Linked DNA regions of Sus scrofa: region 2 is linked to region 1. The links are chromatin contacts, called in public HiChIP or PLAC-seq maps. All regions are on one chromosome and are shown on one strand. Each heading gives the region's core, a stretch centred on a gene start, on an enhancer-like site or on the middle of the called end of the contact. The rest is flanking DNA. Distances are from core to core; before and after follow the strand shown. Region 1 overlaps LIMA1 (LIM domain and actin binding 1). Region 2 overlaps LARP4 (la-related protein 4).

Region 1 (4,009 bases), core at 920-3,419:
GGAAAGAGTTGGAGCTTACTATTTTGTTTTATTTTATTTTATTTTATTTAACAGTCGCACCTGTGGCATAAGGAAGTTATCAAGCTAGGGGTCAAATTGGAGCTGCAGCTGCCAGTCTATGCCACAGCCACAGCAATGTGGGATCTGAGCAGTACCTGGGACCTACAATGCAGCTTGCAGCAACACCAGATCCTTAACCCACTGAGCAAAGCCAGGGATCAAACTGGCATCCTCATGGATACTAGTTGGGTTCTTAACCTGCTGAGCCACAATGAGAACTCCTAAATATACAACATTTTAAAAATAATATTGCATTTTTAACAAGTAATATTGTATATACTACTCTGCATCTCCCTTTCTCCATTTTAGAACAGCTTCTTTTCCTTCAAGAAATATGTTCTAAGCACTAGTGAAAGAAATAACCAAAAGAGACATAATTTCCTGCTTTCAGAGAGCTTACAGCTTATATATTAAACACATGTGCACGTGTATACACACACTTATATACATATACACATATATTTGCACTTATATAGTGATAAATCCCTCAAAGAAAAAGGACAGAGTATTATTAAGTAACCTAACAAAGGAACTTAATTGAGAAGGCGGGGCTGGGGAGTAGGAGTGCTGTGTCTGTGTGTGCGTACGTGTCTGTGTGTCAGAAGGCCTTGCTGAGGAAATGACCTTTAGGCTGAGATCTGAAGTTTGACCAGAAGGAGTCAGCCAGGCAAAACAAAGCAAGAAAAGCATTCCAGGCACAGAAAAGAGCACACACAAAGTCCCCAAGGCAAGAAAGTGTCTCATGCGTATAAGATACACAAAGAACTCCAGTGTTGTTGAAGTACACTGAGAAAGAGAGAGTCAGGAGATGAGGCTGGGAGGCAAGAGATTTGTAGGCCATGCTAAGGATTTTTCTTTTTCTTTTTGGTCTTTTTAGGGCCATACCTGTAGCATATGGAAGTCCCCAGGCGAGCGGTCGAGCTGAACTGCAGCTGCTAGCCTTCACCACAGCCACAGCAATGCCAGATCGGAGCCACGTCTGCGACCTACACCACAGCTCACGGCAATGCTGGATCTTTAACCCACTGAGCGAGGCCAGGGATCGAACCTGCGTCCTCATGGATACTAGTCAGGGTCATTTCCGCTGAGCCACGATGGGAACTCCCTAGCCATGTTTTTAAAAGAGCACTGGATGCTGTGTGGAGAATGGACTGGAGGGGCCTGAAAATGGAGGTGGCAATAGTGAGAGATGATGCCGGCTTGGTTCAGGGTGGTGGCACTGCAGATAAAGTGAATGGACTCGAGATATGGCTCAGAAGCCGAATCAACAGCATTGGTAATGAGAGAAGGGGGAGAAAGAAGTCAAGAGTGATTCCCGGTTTCTGGCAGCTGAGTCAATGGAAGTACCGTTCCCTGGAATGGGGACTCTGAAGGAGGAGCAGAGGTAGGGATGCGGAAGATGAAGCGTTCAGTGTTAGCATCCACTTGGCGGCGGCAGTGATGAGATAACATGTGTCTAGACCTCAAAAGCGAGAACTGCGCTACTAACATAAATTTACAACCTGTCTGTCCACAGATGGTACCAAAGCTGTGGAAGTAAGTGATATCATTCACAAAGAGTGTGTAGTGCAAGAAAAGGCCCCTACTCAGTCCTGGGGACTCCGATAATTAGCAGTCGGAAGACAAAGAAGAGGTGATAACAGAGAATGGGAGTAGACAGAAGTAGGAGGAAAACCAGGACTCCCAGAGAAGCCAAGAGAAGAAGAAACGTGGGAAGGAAGAAGGGCTGAGCGGTCATCGAAGACGAAGCCTAACAAACATCTTGATTTAGCAACACTCAGAAGCCTTTGGTAACCCTGGCAACCCTCTCCCTCTATAATTTATTAACCCACAGTCCTTTTAATGAGCACTTGTATTGTTTCCAGTTATCCATCACCACGTACCGCGCTGTGGTGAATGTCCTTCTACATACATATTTTTTCCCCACTTGTGCTAATGTATCTGTCTGAGAGAGTCCCTCGAAACGGCAATGCAGAGCAGAGTGGATTATAGCTAGAAAGGAACTTAGGACTGGCCTTGAATTTGTGTTTCCACACCCCCTGGGTAATCATCGACAGTATATTACAGCAATAATCCATATAGGAAAGCCAGAGCCAATCAGCAGACTGGCCTATTCTTAGCCAATTGTTTCTCCAAGGCACAGGGTATTTACACTGTGGTTAGTTGGGTAAATAAGCTTAGAGGTTCCCTTCCCTTTACTGTCTTAACTGAAACAGAGTTACAGAAGGTCAAAATAATTTTCATCTTTAGTCGTATTCTTTGAGCCCTGAGGCATCTGTAAGGCACAGATGTATACACCAATGTCTGTCTTGAATCGTGTTCTGAAACTCCCACTCAAATACCACCACTCTCGATGATCATTGTACGACTATAAATGTAATAAAATTCATTTAAAAAAATCACCAACCCTTTATTTGTAATAAAGTGCTTGCTAAATAGTAGACGCACAGAGAGAAAGCTTCCAAAAACTGCTTTCTTCCGAGTTCCGTCCTTGGTACTTTTACATTTTGACTCTCAAAAGAGACACAGAGGCACAACACTTCTGAATTCAGTGTTGCATCAGGATTCAGGCCCTAGACTTTCCTCAGAGACACTCAGAGCAACCAGTATTATTCTGACACAAAATGTGAACGTCACTGATTGGGGGAGGGGAGATCTTTTCGAAGATCCAAATTTGAGGGAAAAAATATTTGCCATGAGATTTCTATAATTAAAATCTCCTTCCCTTCCCAGATCTTCTCATCCTCCAAGTCTCCTCTTCACATACAGAATTTAATCTTGCAACTGCTCATTAATGCTCAGCTGTGAGGCAGGCAGCTGATGGAGGATGCTAAAATTATCTGGGGAGTAATAACAGTGTCTCGAACTTTTCTAAGGCCAGAAAACAGAGTTCCTGAGCCATGACTCTTGCTCGTATGCCCTCTAATAGAGCAAAGGGAATCCTGAGCCAAAAAAAGGAAAATGGAAACTCCCAAGTTTTAGGCAATGTATTTTCTTCTGGAACAATTTCACCACTAAAATGTTACAGAAAAAGGAAAGAAACTGACCAGGGAGATCTGAGGGTCATTTTTCCTTAACAAGGAAGAATGATCACAGAAAACTAAATATAAACTCTTCTTCCTTGGGCCTCTGGGATGGGTAAAGATATAACAAGAGTGGGAGGAGCAGTGACATGAGGGAAGAAGACACAGAGGCTGGAAGAGTTTTAAGTGTGTGAGATTAAGCTCTGCCACCATCTTGCCACATGATATTTAGTTATAACTACTGGACAGCAAGTTCCTTATTTGTCAGAGCAATGGAACAAAGGTTAGCCAGATCAGAGGTTCTTTATGCTGGAGATTCCTCTTTTCAAATGATAACTTAGAACCTAACATATAAAAGGGATCAAAGCAGGACCGCAGGGGTGGAAGGTCACAGGCTCAGCCCTTTAGATCTTCTGTCTTCTCAGAACTGGCCCAAGGTTCCTCTGAAGAACTCAATTAAGAGAATTTGAAAACCACTGGGCTAGATTCCTTTCAACTCCAAAAATATGAGTCAAAGAGGAACCTTCTGCAAAGAAACCAAATTTTACCAAAAGAGTCAAATTTAATCAAGCAAAGGATTATGCTATGGGCTGTCATTGGTGAAGGAATGACAAAGCTAGCCATTCAAAGTGACCTATCAAGAGTACCCTCCTCACTCAAATTTAATGATTTATATAGTATAGAGGCTTAGGAAAAGAAATATCTGGAGTTATAAAGTACTTGTGAGACACAAACTGTGATGCTAGAAAAATCACTCTTACACACAGATCCAAGTAAAACATTGTTAACAATTAGAAAGCCCAGCTAATCCTATAAACAGCAGCCAGATTAAGCTTCCTCCAAATATTTTTATTTTATTTTTTACTTTTTAGATTTTTGCTCTTTAGGGCCTTACCAGCAGCATATGGAAGTTCCCAGGCTAGGGG
Region 2 (3,944 bases), core at 30-2,529, 85 kb after region 1:
TGGCGTTGTTGTGGCTGTAGCGTAGGCCAGCAGCTGCAGCTCTGATTGGACCCCTAGCCTGGGAAGCTCCTTATGCCATGGGTGCAGCCCTAAAAAGACAAAAAGCCAAAAAAAAAAAAAAAACCAAAAAAACCCAAAACAAAAATAAAAACAGGAGTTCCCGTCGTGGCGCAGTGGTTAACGAATCCGACTAGGAACCATGAGGTTGTGGGTTCGATCCCTGCCCTTGCTCGGTGGGTTAACGATCCGGCGTTGCCGTGAGCTGTAGTGTAGGTTGCAGACGCGGCTCGGATCCTGCGTTGCTGTGGCTCTGGCGTAGGCTGGTGGCTACAGCTCCGATTCGACCCCTAGCCTGGGAACCTCCATATGCCGCGGAAGCGGTCCAAGAAATAGCAAAAAGACAAGAAGACAAAAAAATAATAATAATAAATAAAAACAATAAATATCTATTAACATAGAAAAATTTCAGAGTTTCTGTCGCACAGCCGAAATGAATCCAGCTAGGAACCATGAGATTGCAAGTTCTATCCCTGCAATCAGTGGGTTAAGGATCTGGCACTGCCATGAGCTGTGGTGTAGGTTGTAGATGTGGCTCCGTTCCTGGGAGGCTGTGGCTGTGGTGTAGGCCAGCAATTGTAGCTCTGATTCGACCCCTAGCCTGGGAACCTCCATATGCTGTGGGTGCGGCCCTAAAAAGCAAAAACAAAACACAAAAACAAAGAAAAAACAGAAAATTTTCAAAGATGCACTATTATGTGAAACAAAGCGAGTTAAAAGACGTTTCTGATATGAGCCCATTTTTGCAACCAAAATGTAAGTGCAGAGAAATTTTTTTTTTTTTTTGTCTTTTTGCTATTTCTTGGGCCGCTCCCTCGGCATATGGAGGTTCCCAGGCTAGGGGTCGAATCAGAGCTGTTGCTGCCGGCCTGCACCACAGCCACAGCAACACCAGATCCGAGCTGAGTCTGTGACCCACACAACAGCTCACAGCATCACTGCATCGCTGGATCCTTAACCCACTGAGCAAGGCCAGGGATTGAACCCGAAGCCTCATGGTTCCTAGTTGGATTCATTTCCGCTGCGCCACGATGGGAACCTCAAAAAACCCTTAATTGTAATTGATGAATTGCTGGAGGCTCAGTATAGCAAGTCTGAGAGTTAAAAAATCCAAGGGGACCTCATCAAAGGGATCTTCAGAAACTCTACTAGATCCTGACAGTGAAGATTGTAGAAAAATCCCCTCATGTTTCCCTCAGGGGAAGGAGAAGTATAACCGTTTTGAAATACAGCAGAGCATTCTGTTCTTAGCAAATCTGCCCTCAAGAGAAACTATTTTGCCAGAGTCTAACATGCCAGAGTTTTAACGGGACCCAAACTGGAGGAAAAGGAAAAAACAATTCCAGCTCCCTCTAGGCATCCTGTCCCATCTAAGGTAGTGTAGGGTCAGGAAGACTGAGAAGCACTGGTGAAGTTCACGGTCCAGAGGCATAGGTTCTCCAAAAGACTGAGACCTATTTAATCATAGAACTATAAAATGTTTTCCCCTTCCTCCAGACCTCAGCAGCACACCCTTGAAGACCTCTTTTCCTTTCACATAGTATAGCACGTCCAGATTTCAATAAAAAATTACAAGCCTCACTAAAAGGCAGTAAATACAGCTTGAAGAGATGAACAAGCCTCAGAAGCAGAGTAAGATATGTAGGGATGTTGTAATTATCAGGCTGCAATTTAAATTAACTATGATTAATATGCTATGGATTTTGATGAAAAAGTAGGCAGCTTGCAAGAACAGATGGATAATGTAAGCAGAGAGAGGGGCATTCTAAGAAGGAATCAAAAAGAAATGCTGGAGATCAGAAACAAACAGAAATGAGGAATGCCTCTGCTGGCCTGATTAGTAGACTGAGGATGACTGAGCAAAAATCTCTGAGCTTGAGGATATGACAATAGAAACTTCCAGAACTGAAAAAGAGAAAAAAGACAAAAAAATAGAACAGAATACACACACACACACACACACACACACCACACACACACACACACACACACACACACAAGCAATAACTGCAGAACAACTAATAAAAAATGTAACATACATGTTAAGAGAGTACCAGGAGAAGAAAGAAAGCAACAGAAGCAACATTGGAAGCACTGACTACTGAGAATTTCCTCAAATTAATGTCAGACACCAAACCACAGAACCAGGAAACTCAAAGAACACCAAGCAGAAAAAATGCCAAAAACAACCTATATTTTTTGTGGCCATGAAAAACACCTTAACAAACCTGAAAGAACAGAAATCATCCAATGTCTGATCTCACACCATAATGGAATTAAACAATAAAAAAAAGTTAACTGGAAAATCCTAAAATACACGGAAATTAAACACCCTTGGAGTTCCCAGCATGGCTCAGTGGTAACGAATCTGACTTGTATCCATGAGGAAGCAGGTTCAGTCCCTGGCGTCACTCAGCGGGTTAAAGATCCGGTGTTGCCATGAACTGAGGTGTAGGTCACAGTCATGGCTCAGATCCTGAGTTGCTGTTTGTGGTGTAGGCCTAGCAGCTCTAGCTCCAATTCATCTCCTAGCCTGGGAACTTCCATATGTCATGGGTGTGGCCCTAAAAGACAAAGACAAAAAAAAAAAAAAAAAACAACTCTTGTAAATAATACATGGGTCAAGGAAGAACTCTTAGGAAAAATTTTTAAATATTCTGTATCAGGAGTTCCTGAGCTTTAATGAACCCGACTAATATCCATGAGGACACGTGTTTGATCCCTGGCCTTGCTCAGTAGGTAAGGATCTGCCGTTACCATGAGCTGTGGTGTAGGTCACAGAGGTGGCTCGAATCTGTCATTTCTGTGGCTGTGGTATAGGCCAGCAGCTACAGCTCTGATTCAACATCTAGCCTAGGAACTTTCATATTCTGCAGGTGCGGCCCTAAAAAGACACACACACACAAAATTTTTTTTGAATCAAATGAAAATGAAAATACAATTTATCAAAATTTGTAGGATGCAGCAAATGCAGTGCTTAGAGAGAAATGTAAGAATTGAATGTACATATTAGGAAAGAAGAAAATTAAATCAATAATCTGAGCTTCCACCTTGGAAAACTAAAAAAAAGAGGAACAAACTAAATACAAAATAAGCAGAAGAAAAGAAATAATAAAAATTAGAGTAGAAATCAAAAGGGAAAATCAACAAGCATATCTGGGCATCTTGCATTTTATCTGGGAACCATATTCATCCATAAACCAGGTATTGATGTTGTTTCAAATTACATATATAGTTAAGTACAAAGCTAAATGTGTAGGAATAATAATAGCAAATTCAGAATAGTGGTTTCTATGGCGCAAGAAAGAAAAATGCTATTGGTTAGGGGTACACATGGAAATTCACTCTTATGTGTCTTTGTATTATATATTTGTAATTTTTGCTTTTTGGGTTTTTCCTTTCCCTTCTTTTTTAGATAGCATGTTTTATTTCTTAAACTTAGAGCTGTATATGCAGACTTTTTCTTTTTTTGGTTTTTAGGGCTGCACTTGTGGCAAAGGGAGCTTCCCGGGCTAGGGATTGAATCAGAGCTACAGCTGCTGGTCTATGCCACAGTCACAGCAACCCCAGATCCGAGCCGCGGCTGCAACCTATGCAACCTACACCACAGCTCATGGCAACGCCATATCCTTAACCCCCTGAGTGAGGACAGGGATCAAACCCACAACCTCATGGTTGGTTACTAGTCGGATTCATTTCCACTGCGCCACAATGGGAACTCCTATATGCAGACATTTTTTCATATGACCATGCTTTTTGCTGTCTGAAATATTGATAATAAGTATTTAAAAATCTTCAATAGCCCTCTAGATAAAGTCCAGGGAACCTACCATGGATTACAAACAACTTCATGGTTTCTCTGACTCTTCTTACTATCTTGCCACACC

What was found. HiChIP or PLAC-seq counts read pairs in DNA pulled down with a chosen protein or histone mark.
Region 2: an H3K27ac HiChIP or PLAC-seq map of alveolar macrophages shows a contact between it and region 1. The contact joins two enhancer-like sites. A contact is called at or near these places in 1 of 5 promoter capture datasets (liver), 1 of 47 Hi-C or Micro-C datasets (epiblast stem cells) and 1 of 2 datasets of contacts at active chromatin or transcription factors (alveolar macrophages).

Annotation. Positions count from the first base shown.
Region 1 is chr5:16,132,787-16,136,795 of Sscrofa11.1, forward strand. All of the region lies in intron 2 of LIMA1 (LIM domain and actin binding 1), which reads right to left. Among named protein-coding and RNA genes, the nearest start is that of LIMA1, 42 kb to the right of the region's middle. Within about 2 kb of position 2,170, at least 28 of the 83 cell types and tissues checked have an H3K27ac peak or open chromatin away from gene starts, as enhancers often do. A contact at or near this core is called in alveolar macrophages, where this site is marked.
Region 2 is chr5:16,218,907-16,222,850 of Sscrofa11.1, forward strand. All of the region lies in intron 2 of LARP4 (la-related protein 4), which reads left to right. Among named protein-coding and RNA genes, the nearest start is that of LARP4, 44 kb to the left of the region's middle. Within about 2 kb of position 1,280, at least 2 of the 83 cell types and tissues checked have an H3K27ac peak or open chromatin away from gene starts, as enhancers often do. A contact at or near this core is called in alveolar macrophages, where this site is marked.